Regions from separate parts of the Mus musculus genome. Here regions 2, 3 and 4 are each linked to region 1. Evidence: chromatin contacts called from public Hi-C and HiChIP or PLAC-seq data. All regions are on one chromosome and are shown on one strand. Each heading gives the region's core, a stretch centred on a gene start, on an enhancer-like site or on the middle of the called end of the contact. The rest is flanking DNA. Distances are from core to core; before and after follow the strand shown.

What was found. A called contact is a pair of places that touch in the nucleus more often than the background predicts. HiChIP or PLAC-seq counts read pairs in DNA pulled down with a chosen protein or histone mark.
Region 2: a FOXA1 HiChIP or PLAC-seq map of pancreatic cancer cells shows a contact between it and region 1. The contact joins two enhancer-like sites. A contact is called at or near these places in 2 of 484 Hi-C or Micro-C datasets (the AML12 cell line and embryonic fibroblasts), 3 of 115 datasets of contacts at active chromatin or transcription factors (embryonic stem cells, fibro-adipogenic progenitors and pancreatic cancer cells) and 2 of 9 other capture datasets (liver and pancreatic islet).
Region 3: a Hi-C map of cerebral cortex shows a contact between it and region 1, with 2.4 times the contacts expected there. The contact joins two enhancer-like sites. A contact is called at or near these places in 1 of 15 datasets of contacts at CTCF or cohesin (the NIH/3T3 cell line) and 11 of 484 Hi-C or Micro-C datasets (the BV-2 cell line, the HL-1 cell line, cerebral cortex and 6 more).
Region 4: a contact with region 1 is called in an HNF4G HiChIP or PLAC-seq map of pancreatic cancer cells. The contact joins two enhancer-like sites. A contact is called at or near these places in 5 of 15 datasets of contacts at CTCF or cohesin (CD8 T cells, the NIH/3T3 cell line, embryonic stem cells and 2 more), 69 of 484 Hi-C or Micro-C datasets (the 3T3-L1 cell line, 3T3-L1-derived adipocytes, 8-cell embryo and 50 more), 10 of 115 datasets of contacts at active chromatin or transcription factors (a beta-TC-6 cell line, double positive thymocytes, embryonic stem cells and 7 more) and 3 of 9 other capture datasets (adipose tissue, liver and pancreatic islet).

The regions. Positions count from the first base shown.
Region 1 is chr7:84,271,078-84,274,141 of GRCm38.p6, forward strand. All of the region lies in intron 12 of Arnt2 (aryl hydrocarbon receptor nuclear translocator 2), which reads right to left. Among named protein-coding and RNA genes, the nearest start is that of Gm26708, 40 kb to the left of the region's middle. Within about 2 kb of position 1,489, at least 80 of the 459 cell types and tissues checked have an H3K27ac peak or open chromatin away from gene starts, as enhancers often do. A contact at or near this core is called in cerebral cortex and pancreatic cancer cells, where this site is marked.
Region 2 is chr7:84,021,384-84,024,787 of GRCm38.p6, forward strand. The region is part of intron 1 of Cemip (cell migration inducing protein, hyaluronan binding); the gene reads right to left. It overlaps Gm30440 (a long non-coding RNA gene), which reads left to right. Exons shown (of 9, transcript XR_378308.2): 7 at 825-1,547; 8 at 2,364-2,462; 9 at 3,155-3,352. Among named protein-coding and RNA genes, the nearest start is that of Gm30440, 53 kb to the left of the region's middle. Within about 2 kb of position 1,283, at least 18 of the 459 cell types and tissues checked have an H3K27ac peak or open chromatin away from gene starts, as enhancers often do. A contact at or near this core is called in pancreatic cancer cells, where this site is marked.
Region 3 is chr7:84,447,896-84,450,826 of GRCm38.p6, forward strand. The region is part of intron 1 of Gm31284 (a long non-coding RNA gene); the gene reads left to right. Among named protein-coding and RNA genes, the nearest start is that of Gm31284, 19 kb to the left of the region's middle. Within about 2 kb of position 1,361, at least 32 of the 459 cell types and tissues checked have an H3K27ac peak or open chromatin away from gene starts, as enhancers often do. A contact at or near this core is called in cerebral cortex, where this site is marked.
Region 4 is chr7:84,099,033-84,101,973 of GRCm38.p6, forward strand. No RefSeq gene overlaps it. Among named protein-coding and RNA genes, the nearest start is that of Cemip, 14 kb to the left of the region's middle. Within about 2 kb of position 1,574, at least 6 of the 459 cell types and tissues checked have an H3K27ac peak or open chromatin away from gene starts, as enhancers often do. A contact at or near this core is called in pancreatic cancer cells, where this site is marked.

The DNA.
Region 1 (3,064 bases), core at 239-2,738:
ATTCAAGTGCTAAATTCCATACGCCAGTAAATTCTGTTGCCCCAAGATGAATTAATTTTTTATGTACATCAGCTTTTGTCTCGAAAGTCTTGCACCCAAATTATCTCTGATTGGTTAATCAAAGTTGCTGACAGCCTGTAGCTGGGTAGAAGAGAGGTAGGCAGGACAAAGGTTCCTGAGCTTGGGGCGGGGGGGGGGGGGGTCTCAGGTAGGGACTATAAGGGAGACCAAGGAGAGGAGGAAGAAGGAAGTCTTACCATGGGCTAATATGGACCATGAGCATGTGGCTATGAGGGCTAGCCCGATGAAGCAAGAACAGTGCAAATGAAGCATATGGCAAGCAATATATTGGGATTCAAGGCATGAACAGACAAAATAGCTTAGAGGGTTGATATCTGCCCAGCTCCGGTGCTTTAAGGCTTATTATCATTCTAAAGGTCTCTGTGTTCTTTATTTGGGTAATAGCTGGTTAAAAAGTAACTGTTGGTGTATTAATTTCAAGCATTAGTTATTAACTGTTTAAGTCACATTACACCAGGACCTCCACCGGGGCAGAGGGGGAAGCGTGCTAGAGTTCTGGGCATAACCTTCAGTTCTGGTTCTCCTCTGAGGGGCAGGAAAAGAAAGGACTAAGAGGCTCCCTGGGTTTGGAGCCCGTCATTGGAGGGGTCTCGTCTCATCTTGACTGGAAGTTGCTGCCTGGCTCTCAAAAAGACAGAACAGAATGGTTTCTTTGTGTCCAGCCCTCACTGAAGGCTGCTGCCTCCTGGCTGTACAACCTTCTGCCTCCTTTTGCATCCACCCCTTCTCTTCACTTTCCACCTACTATCAAGCAGGTAACTCCTACTAACGACCATGGGGTATATGTGATCATTGACCAGTTGGGCTTTAAGAATCCATGTTTGTACTCACACATATGTGTATGCATGTACACGTGCATACATGTATGCACACATACACCTACCATCACAGGGACACATGCATCTTTAGCCCTCCATGCACATACATATGAGTGCACACATGTAGCTATGGCTGTATGCACACATCAGGAGCTTGTGTCATGAGAACCCGAGACAACCTCAGACTAGTGCTATTTTAATAGCAGAGGCTTGGCCTAAGGATAATTGCATGTCACTCTCCAGAAGAGAGATGGGAAGTGAATGTCCAGGAGCTAGGATGGGCGAATGTGGAAAGACGGACATGACTGGTTTCTCAGAGTATCAAATCCCAAACACCAAGACCTGACCTCCTCAGTGAAGTGCACCCTGTGTGTTGCATCAGTCTGTTTTTCTGGGCTTCCATCTGTGTGGAAGGAACAGGAAGAAGTCAGAGGTGACAAAGAGCCTTTTCAGCAGTTTAGCACAAATGCTAAACACCCAATGCTTGCTTAACTCCTTCAGGAAGTTGCTTTTGGATGCTCTTAGCTGAAGGCTACCGAGCAAGCAACTCCTCACTCCTCCCCCCAAGCACAGGGCATGGGAGGAGCTTTCCTAACTAGCTGGCCTACTGCTGGCCTAGCTGACAAAACTCAAGAATGCTCTTGTCTGCTCACATGCTTGGTCAGCACCGCCCTCTACCGTCCAGAGCAAGCTTTTCATCCTTGCCACTGAACACCTGGTTTAGAAAACTGACATGTGTTGCTACTGCCGCTGCTGCAGGTGCCCCAGGGGCTTTCTGATTCACACAACTTCCAGGAGATGCTGAGAACGACTGACCTGAGACAGCAGAATAGCCCACCTCTGAACAAAATGCTTTTCTGTCTCATCACTGTCTGGCTTTCAGAAAGCCAACCCAGTCAGCCTGGCTGGCTTGCAGAGGAGGGTGACTTTGCTTCTATGCCTCCCCCTTGTCAGGGCTGCCTCCTGGGGGTGTTCCCTAGGCTCTGGGGGGGGGGTCCTGTCTTGTCTTCTTCTTCCTCTGTATCTGTCCACTGTCACCTGCCTACTTCTACCCATGCTTTCATGGTTTTGAAGCTCAAGCCTTGGGCTTCTGGGACTGGGTCCCCTCTTAAAGCAAGAACAGTAATGCAAGCATCTTGCCTGGCCTAGGCCATGTCCAGTCATGGTGGACAGGGGACATCAGCTTCATTAGCTGTGACCAGACATGTGACTCTGATGGCAGAAGGTAAATGAAGACTGGAAAAGAACAACGGTGAAAGATTTAAAAGCCCCCAACCATCCGCAACAAGGCTCCTCAGTCAGCTCTGCCCATCCAAATCTACAAAGCTGCTGGGTGCCCAGCCAGGGCACTGTTACTGTAGATAGGGTGGCTTGGACGTGCTATAGAAGTAGTTCATCAATAGGGAGGAGTTAGTGACAGGGAGATTTAGGAAGGTTGACAGTGAAGCTTAAGTTACACCCTCAAGAACAGCCTCACTCACAGGAATCCAGCGGCCTCAGAGCCCTTGCTGAGCACAGGCCTGTGTACACAACCACATACTGAGAAGGAACAAAGAGGGATAGGGGCAGAGAAGGAGGCAGGATCCAGAGAGGAAGTAGTTTTCCCTAGGATCCAAAGGGGGAAGATTCCAGAATAGTGTCCAGGACTCTGAATAGTTGGCTTGTTTTTCTATTTCCGTGACTTCTTGGCTAGGCAGCCTGAATTGGCAGGTGTGAGGCCATATTGGGAGAGATAAGCCTAGGGGTAGAGATCTGGTTTGCACAGGTGCTAAGAAGGTTAGGCTAGCTAGCATTGTCTTCTTCTGGCAAGAGCCTGGCACCTGAGAAGCCTGCTCAGCACCCTCTATACCTTGAACACAGCAGCAGCCAGGGCCTACCTAGCCCCGTGCATCTGGCTCTACTCTCATTTCCCAATCTTCCTTATTTTCATCAGACCTAGCATCAGATATGGGTGTGTCACTCATGGGCATGTCTTTGGTCCCTGGGTAAAGAGCACCCCTCCTCCACATTGTGGGACTGACAAGGAAAAATGGAACACCCTCAATTTGAGTGAAACCTCTGGATGAGACAGGATCATCTTTTTGCCCATCTGGATCTGTGGCTTCTCCTATTTATTTGGCTCCATTTACAGTTTGACCAGCAGATGGGGTAGAAGACGAATCCAG
Region 2 (3,404 bases), core at 33-2,532, 250 kb before region 1:
TGACTCTGTTTGCCACAGCAATTAAGTCTCTGAAGCTGTATTTAGAATCCTCTCCTTCAGTAACTTTGAAATATACATGCCATCAGAAATCACCTACTAATGCCCAAAGTACTCCTCCTACCTGACTGGAGCTTTGTGCCTGGTCCTTAGATTCTCCTTACCTCATCTAGGGTGATAGCTCTGCCAATTACTCTGATATAATCATTCCACCATGTGTGAGTGCATCAAAATATAACCTTGTAGTCTAGAGGCATAATTCAGTGGGTAGACTGCTTGCCTAACACACATGAAGCACTAGGTTCAATCCCTAGCACTGTATAAAGCAACAGAGTGGCATATGCAATCGACCACAACCCTTGGGAAGTGGAGCTAGGAGATTAGAAGTTCAAGGTTTCCCTTGGCTACATAACAAGTTTGAGACCAGATTGAGCTCCACAAGACACTGTCTCAGAACAAGATGAAAAAGAAACACCACTTTGTAGCACACTTGCCAATATATAGGAGGCATAAAACATGAGAGTGGGGGGGCCCCACAGAGCCCTTGACTTACTCAAGGAATAAAATGCAACCTCAATTCTGGTCAGCACATGTTTTGCATATTATATTGAACAAAAAGAAATTGTTCACATTCAACTGTTACAAAAACGTGGGGCCCATAAAATTCAACCTGTTCATTTAGCTGCTCAGTGCATACAGACACCATTGTGTCTGAGCCCGAGGGGTGAGGTGGGGACACAAGATTAGAGGGACAGAGCTGCCTTTAGAGTGTGTGTTGACCTTTTTTTTAAAAAAATCTAATCTCCCTGTTTGCATTTCTTTCCTAGGGTACCCCACCTTTTACTCTGAGATCTATGCCTTGAAACCGAGCCAGTCACATTCTTAGGGGACGGGGCACCAGAGGCTTCACCATGAGCAAAGTCTGCACTCTGTTCAGATCATCAGAAGTGAGAGATTGTAGGGTTGCCTCCTGTAGCCAGGTTTACCCTGGAGACTGGGAGACTCTCCCATTAGTAAAATTATTAGACCAGGATTTTTAGCAACTGAACACGAGTGGTCATTTTTATCCTGACCCCCAATCCCATTTTATGTTGACTTTTGATTCCAGGATAAGCACTTGCCTTCTGCTATCTCTAGCATGTATGCTGGCTGAAGGCAGCCAACATTGATTCCTGTACTGGCAACCAGAAGAGCCCAACTCCCTCACCCGATAAGGACAGTCTGACTTCTGCATGGACTTCTGTACTGTTCCACAGCCACTCCTGTGTGCATTGGACTCATTGTCTTTCATGCTTAACATGTCGTAAAAACAGAGGAAGTGATTCTCTGACTCATTCTGTATCCCAGGGAAGGACCCCAGGGTCACCTGGATGACCTGGGAGGATTCATGATGATGAGGCAGAGGGTGTGGACCACAGGGCGATGCCCACAGCTACTCAGATATCTATAAGGGTGTGCTGGAATCCACATCAGAACCAAGATGGGAGCAAAATCAAATAAACTGAGAAAGTTAAAGGCAGTCTTCCTCCTCCTTTGGGGTTAAAAATGAGGTAAGCCCCACCTTGTTTGTCTGGTCTCCAGGGTCCTGACATAGGATGAAGGGAGGAGAGACTGAAGGGAGGAGAGACAGCCCTTCCGAAGGTGTTGACATAAAAGAACTTAACTTAGATTAGGGACAAAGGTTGGGTTTTTTGTTTTCTTGTTTTTGGTTTTTTTTTTTTTTTGGTTTTGTAAAACAAAACCAAAAAAACAAAAACAAAAACGAAAAAAACAAAACAACAACAACAACAAAAAAAACCACATCTCAATTTAAAGGAAGACAGTGCAGAGGAAATGCCAGGCTGGCTCAGGAAGTTTCCTGTGTTATATCAATAGAGACTGTGCTTCATAGGGGATAAAAAAATATTCTCCCAGTGGCCACTTATCACTCTTTCTTCTCCAAGAAACAAAGGAAAGAAATTAAAAGTAGAGATTATTTCAAAGTAGTTTTCTGGTAAGGGGGCCTTCACTGTACTGGCCATTGAGAGCGATTTATCTACACCTCAGAAGTTAAGTGGTTTACACAAGCTCAGCATGAATCCTAGAGTCCAAATTATTAGTTGTTCAAGTCTTGCATTTTCTCCAGCTCAGAGAGGCAGAGGGTGTGGACCACAGGGCGATGCCCACAGCTATTCAGACATCTATAAGGGTGTGCTGGAATCCGCATCAGAACAGAGAGGGAGCAAAGTCAAATAAAAGGAATTAAGAATTCCACTAGCTCACAGTTACAAATTCTCAGGTGTCTCTCCCACTCTGCACCTTCCTCATCCCATACGACCTTTGTACCACCTTTGACCTCTCACCTTCTTTTCATTTCTCTAACTCAGGCTCTGTATTCTGAATCTGCAGTGGCCTCCACAGATACCTCCTGCCATCTCGTGACTATGTCACCTGCACTGCCCTCCCCTCACCGAGCATTCTCGACAGTGAGTCTGATGGCTTTTCATCCTTCTAAAATGTCAGTACCACAGGAGGGATTCATGTGGCTCCCAAATGATTCCCAGCCTCATCCCTCAAAACCTGTCATCCTCTGCTCCCTAGAGTGGACTCACCTAGACCTACCTATACAGATGTCCCATCAGCTACCAAGGCCTTCTGTGCACATGGTCTGTGCCTGAGTTGTCAGAATTGCCAAGGGGGGCCTGAAGTCATTGCTTCCTTGGAAGAAGGCACAAGAACTGAAAGCTTCCCTCTGCACTCCCATCCTATATAGCATTTGCCTTTTGTTTCTGTTATTATGGGATATTATTGCATAAGATGTCCATGCTGCTAAGTGGGCTACTAAAGGGCTAAAGGTCTTATTTTCTCTCTCTCTCTCCTCCCATCTCTCTGTCTCTCTCTGTCTCTCTCTGTCTCTCTCTGTCTCTCTCTGTCTCTCTCTGTCTCTCTCTCTGTCTGTCTCTCTGTCTCTGTCTGTCTGTCTCTCTGTCTCTGTCTCTGTCTCTGTCTCTCTCTCTCATGTGAGATCTGGCCCAGAACACACACTCACCAAATACTTGTTGGATGAAGAACAGAATTACTGCTCCTCAGATCAGTGGACCAAGGTCTCACCCAGGGAGTGATGAAGACAGCAGCCATTGGCCCATCCTGCCTCACTTTTCCTCTCTCTTGCCTCTAGTCCTGCAGTGGAGAGACTGGTGGAGGATCCAAGACTATCTGTCACCTTCCTCTCCCAGACCCCTAACCTTTCAGGAATTTGTACCACCTTGGGTGGCTCAGCTGATTGGCTGGCCCCAAGTGACCACTGAATGAAGATGCTGTTAACAGTCTCCAAACATAGCATCAAGCCTGATTAAAGATCACTGCCCCCAACCTAGCTCCTGCCATGAATACTCTGCATTACCTACCCTTACTCTAGCCAGACTGGT
Region 3 (2,931 bases), core at 111-2,610, 180 kb after region 1:
AGCAGTAGAGGAAAGGACATTGTAACTTTCAGCCCCTAGGAACATTCACGAGCACACACACACACACACACACACACACCCCATGCATAGTCACACAGATGCATGCACACTCACACACATGCATGCACATTTGCACACTCATGAAGACCCACATACAGCACTTACACAAAGAAACACTCTAACATGCCTTTTTAGATTATGATTCTTTAATCTGGAATAAATATGACATTCTTGTGCTTATTCAGTGTCTATACTGCAAGCTTAATTATGTGAATAAATATCTTCTTGACATGAATGGGAGTGGCGTAATTGGTTCCCGTGACCAAAGACAGCCTTTTCAAAGATTAACTGTCTCTCACCATATGTTTCATGAATTTCCTATTTTCCTGTCTAGTGTTGCAAAACCCATCCCAAATATAAATATTTCCCCTTACACATACACAAAACTTTTCTCTGCTTACTTTTCTTTGAAGCTTCTAAACAAAACTCCACCCTTGTGAACTCTAGCTAGCAAACAGAAATTTGCACCGCTAAATAAAATTGTAAATGCATGGTTAATGGATACCCTTTCCATCTGAGTTTTGTGTTTGAATAGACATTTAATTCCCAAGAAAATACTGATGTAAAGGACTTTCAAGTCTTTGGGGTTTGGTAAATCCCCATATTTCCATGCCTGTTGCTAAGCAGAGTTTTTATTTTGATGTGGTTTGCAAAAAAGACTTTATAAAGCCTTTCTTTTCAAAATGAAAATATAAAAAGCCAATGAATTGGCTTTAAAGAGCACATCAAACAACCTCTGCATAGTGAATGGAGAGGGAGCAGGCTCTGGACTCTCTGCTCACTAATCCATGAGTGGCTTAATCAGATTATAAAGACCCATGTGTAGCAGATGAGATACACCCTGTTGTGCACTTGTGCATCTGAAAGTTAATTTCTGCTTGAACTGATGTGGTTTGAAAACCAGGAACTTTTAATTGAATAGTTCCCTCAGTCTGAAGGTGGATCTTGGTTATTAAAGGTATATTCATTAATACACAGTGAAAAATATTACTTGTACATATTTGTCTCCCAACTTTCCATTAAAAAAGAACAGATTCAATTAAAGTTTAAAATTAGAACAAAAAAGGAACCAGAACATGAATGTCTACTCTAGGACAAAGTTGCTGTTTTATTTCCAGAATGAAATACATGTTCTCTTTCACACCAGCTGGCAGTTCTTGAAGATGATCACAATTGCTTCCTACCTGTGAGTTTTCACTTCCTCAGAAAACAATCTCCACAGTGTGGCTTAGACCTCATGTCTGGCTGCTAGAGACTGGAGCACAACACTGTGAGGCTGCTTTCAATGTGACTCCCCTCTCTCGGGCTGGCACTGCCCCCAGTTCTTACTGCTCTGATGAAGCTAGCAGCTGGCGTTGAGCTACACTATAGAGAAGCCCAGCTGGCAGGCCTGGAGATAGCCTGTTGTCAAGAGCTAGTACCTACCAACAACCACATGAGCTGGGAAGCAAGCTCTTCCTAGTCAGTCTCAAGGTGACTGAAGCCCCATCTACTGACTGGATGGTGGCTTGAGAGCTCTGAAACACAGGTCCTCTGAGCCCCACTAAAGCTGCGAGCTCATTCCTGCTGTTGCTCAGAGCTTCAGTGTATTTTGTAGTATAGCAGTAGCTATCGTGTTTGGTCTCAGCTGTTCCTGATGTTGTTCACCACTTAGGTACATGAGCCTAAAGAGACATCTTTAAACAAGATCAGAAATTGCAAGAAAATAATACATTTGCTGAACATGGTCATCTCTCAGAATCCACTGGGAATGATTGTAATGGACACACCCCTCCCGCCCCAAAATCTGAAGCTGTTCAAGTTCCTTGTATAAAATGGTGCCTAGAATTTGCATGCATCTTCCACATGCATTATCTCTAATTATAATTGTAAATGTGATGTGAAGGCTGTTTACGTAGTTGTCATGTTGTGTTGAGGAAATAAAAATAATTTTTACACTAAAACTACAGATTGTTTTAAAAAAACAAAACAAAACAAAACAAAATGAATTTTCTGTGCTTTTGGTTCCATCCCCAGATGTAGAAGCTGCAGGCAAGGAGCTAAGTGCACCATGCTTTGATGTCACGTGAAACAGGCAACAAATTCAAAGCAGCTGATTATTCTTTCTTGTTTCACAAAGAAGACTGAAAATCATAAATGCAATGGATAAATAAGAGAGTGGAAAAGTTCAATGCCTATGGCAATAACTAGGGTCTATCATTTCCAAATCCATTTAAATTGATGAGATTGGAAAAAAACAAAAACAAAAACAAAAAAAAAAAAGCAAAACCAAGCCAAACAATTACTAAGCCTGTGAATGCCCCAAGAGACTTGCAAAATAGATGTTGTCTTCTTTTTTTTTATTTAATTAATTATTTATTTAATCAGAAATAAGAGTATCCATTTGCAATAATTAAGTATAAGTCCTCAAAAATTAACACCATTATGTGGAAACAGGTAGAAACTGAAGACATTGAGAACAAATTTTTACAATTTGACATGTACATTTTTTTAAATACTAAAGTATTATCTTAAGCCATTACTATTTTGATGATGTAAAGAACAAGGTTATATGGCCAGTTATTTTTGTGTTCTTATGAGTTGTATATGCATAAACAATTGCAAAATTGCAAATTCATAGTATCTGAGGGATGAACAACTTTAAGCAATTGTAAACTCTGAGGACGCTCTCTCTCTCTCTCTCTCTCTATATATATATATATATATACTCTTAATATACAAATTAAAGCTTTATGTTTTAACATTTTAAAACACTGGCTACAGCACACTATTCGATTATCTGTGTTGAAGTAGGAGGAAACTCAAAAGAACAAACATGTGATCTAGTCACATATACTTCTCTCCCATAGAAGGGCTGTTTATAAATATAGT
Region 4 (2,941 bases), core at 324-2,823, 170 kb before region 1:
TTCTTGGTCATGATGTTTGTGCAGTAATAGAAACCCTGACTAAGACATCACTGAACCCCCAGAACAAGAGTGTCAGAATGTGTTCTCTGAGTCAGAGGCAAAATGCTGAACCTGGTATGTCAATCACTCTAAGATCTGATTAAAAGATTATATATGGAGTGGGAGAGAAGAAGGCTTAAGAACATTGGCTGCTCTTCTAGAGGATCTGGGTTTGAATCCCAGTGCCCACACAGCCATTCACAAAGCACCTGTAAGTCTAGTTCTAGAGATTCTTATGTCCTCTTCTGACTTCTGGCAGGTAATAATATGCACATGGTGCATAGACAAACATGCAGGCAGAAACACTCATGCATATAAAATAAAAAAATATTTAAAAGACTGTATTATACATTTTCTATACATTAGTTATATGTCAGGTAGTCTTGGTTCTAAGAAACAGCCTGGGGTTTTTACTGAAAGGGGCAGAAGTCACCTCTAAAATGACAGACAACATGTGGCTTGAAGAATACGCCCTTAGTCTCATCAATCTATCCATTGCCTGAGATTTTCTTAAGCTGCTTGAGAACCTGGGGCACAGGAGGGGTCTAAGTGCACCTCACAAGGACCCTTCCTAACCAGGGCCTAGTGTGACAACGGAGACGCCTGAGGCATGGTGCTTGCAAAGAGCATTGTCTTTGATGGACAACTGAGTGAGTATATTTGCATATACTAAATAAAGGAGTTGTACCTAGAGTCAATGAGGAATTACTATGAAAAAAGAATACAGAAGCTACCAGGTGACTAGGCACGGGCCTCAGACAGACAATTTCCCTGTGTACGAAGGGATTTTAGCCAGCTTGAGTGTGGCAAGCATAGCTCTGGCAGGCCTGCCCTTCTCCCTGATTCCCTCTCCCTTGCTAAAATCTGAAGATTACATTCTTGAAGGTAGCCCCCAAAATCCCTATTCCCTTATTTGGCCACTTCCTCCTCCTGAGGCTAACTACCAAGGTTCAGCTCTTTAAGTATTAAAGTCCAGCAATCAAAAGTCTCCTTTGGCTCACCTAGTTAACATGCCAGTTAGAATCAAACACCTCATCCTAACACAGGGTTTCCCCATGTACCCTTACCCTTATAAACTAGCATTTTCCTAATGACCACATCTGTCTCCTCTCTAACCAGAGGCAGTCCTTTGACCCACTTTAGGACAAATGCCCCTTACCCCTCTTTCTTGTTCCCTTCTCCTTCTCTCTCATCCTCTACCTCCTGTCTTTGTCCCTTATCCCTGTCCTCTGTCCCTCTGGGCAAAGACATCTCCTTTGTACTGAGAACTTAGTCTGACAACTTGGTCTTTGGGGTCCTGAGCCCAAAGGATACCTTCCCTCTCAATAGAAAATTGTCAAATGTCCCGTGTGATTTCGAAATATTCTTATCTCTTGAATGATCAGGGATATAATATTTAATATTTAGGCAAAATACACCAAGTCAGATACAAGTGGTGAAGTCTAGAACTCTAATCCAATGTGGAGAGGAGACATTGCACCCTGGCTTTCAAAAATGAGTTGGCATAGTTCTAGTGGGGCTGAAGGCACATCCCTAAGACTCAGCTGTACTCCACCCTTGGCAGTGGACCAATATCATCTGGGAGATTCTATGAAATGTGTAGTCTCAAATCATCATGGATGTACTAAGTCAAAATCTGCATAATGGGAGTGCACATGGAGACGAGGAACCCTTTTTAGGGCAGCTTTTTCACTTTTACATGCCCACCTGGGAATCTGGAGGTATTTTGTTTAAAAGTCCACATGCCCAGAGCAACTGTGATAGTTTGCATATGCTTGGCCCAGGGAGTGGCACTATTAGGAAGTGTGGCCATGTGGGAGTAGGTGAGTCACTGTGGTCGAGAGCTTTAGTACCCCTGTCCTAGCTGCCTGGAAGTCAGTATCTGCTAGCAGCCTTCAGATGAAGATGTAGAACACTCAGCTCCTCCTGCACCATGCCTGTCTGGACACTGCCATGTTCCCACCATGATAATGGATTGAGCCTCCGAACCTGTAAGCCATCCCCAATTAAATGTTGTCCTTACAAGAGTCGCCTCACAGCAGTAAACTCTGAGACTGTAACAAAATCAGAATCTGTGAGGGTGAGGATTCAGGCACCAACATAGTTAAATGCAGCTTGGGAATTTCAACACATTAGTAAGATTAAGGACCATCAGGAAGAAGTCTTAAATCATGAGATGTGCAAAACCTGTTTGTTAAGAAAAAAAACTGGGACTGGAGAGATGGCTCAGCCATTAAAGGCTAGGCTCACAACCAAAAATATAAGAAAAACATGGAATTCAAATGAAATGCCCATTGTTCATCCATAGCATAAATTGGAATATATTCATAGAATAGCAACAAATACTCATGTGCTATAGCTACATGAATTAATAGGGGCTGCAGTCTGGATCTGGAATGCATCCCCAAAGCCCATGTGCTACGTCTAGAAACTTAGCCATTTCTTCTAAATTTCAAATTTATTCAGTGTATGCTTACAGAATAGTCCCCAAGGATCCCCTGGATTTCAGTAGTATCTGTAAAAATGGCTCTTGTTCATCTCATTTCAAGTTCTATTCATGTTAATGACTTGGCCCTCACCTTGGTGCTACCAGGACATATTCAAGACCTTTGAGAGGTGGTGTATAGTGAGAGATTAGGCCACTAAAGGGTGACTTCTAAGGGAATTATGGGACTCCACTGCATTCCTCATCGTTTTCCTGATTTGTCACATACTCCTGTAACGATCTTCCACACCACATAAACAAAAAGCATGGAGCCAATGAATGTGGATTGTAATCTCCAAAGCTAGATCAAAACTAAATTATAACTAAATTGAAATTATTTCTCTTTTGGGGTGGCTTATCTGAGATGTTGTTACAGCAATGGAAAGCTAACTGACACACAATAAAACGTGACTAAAA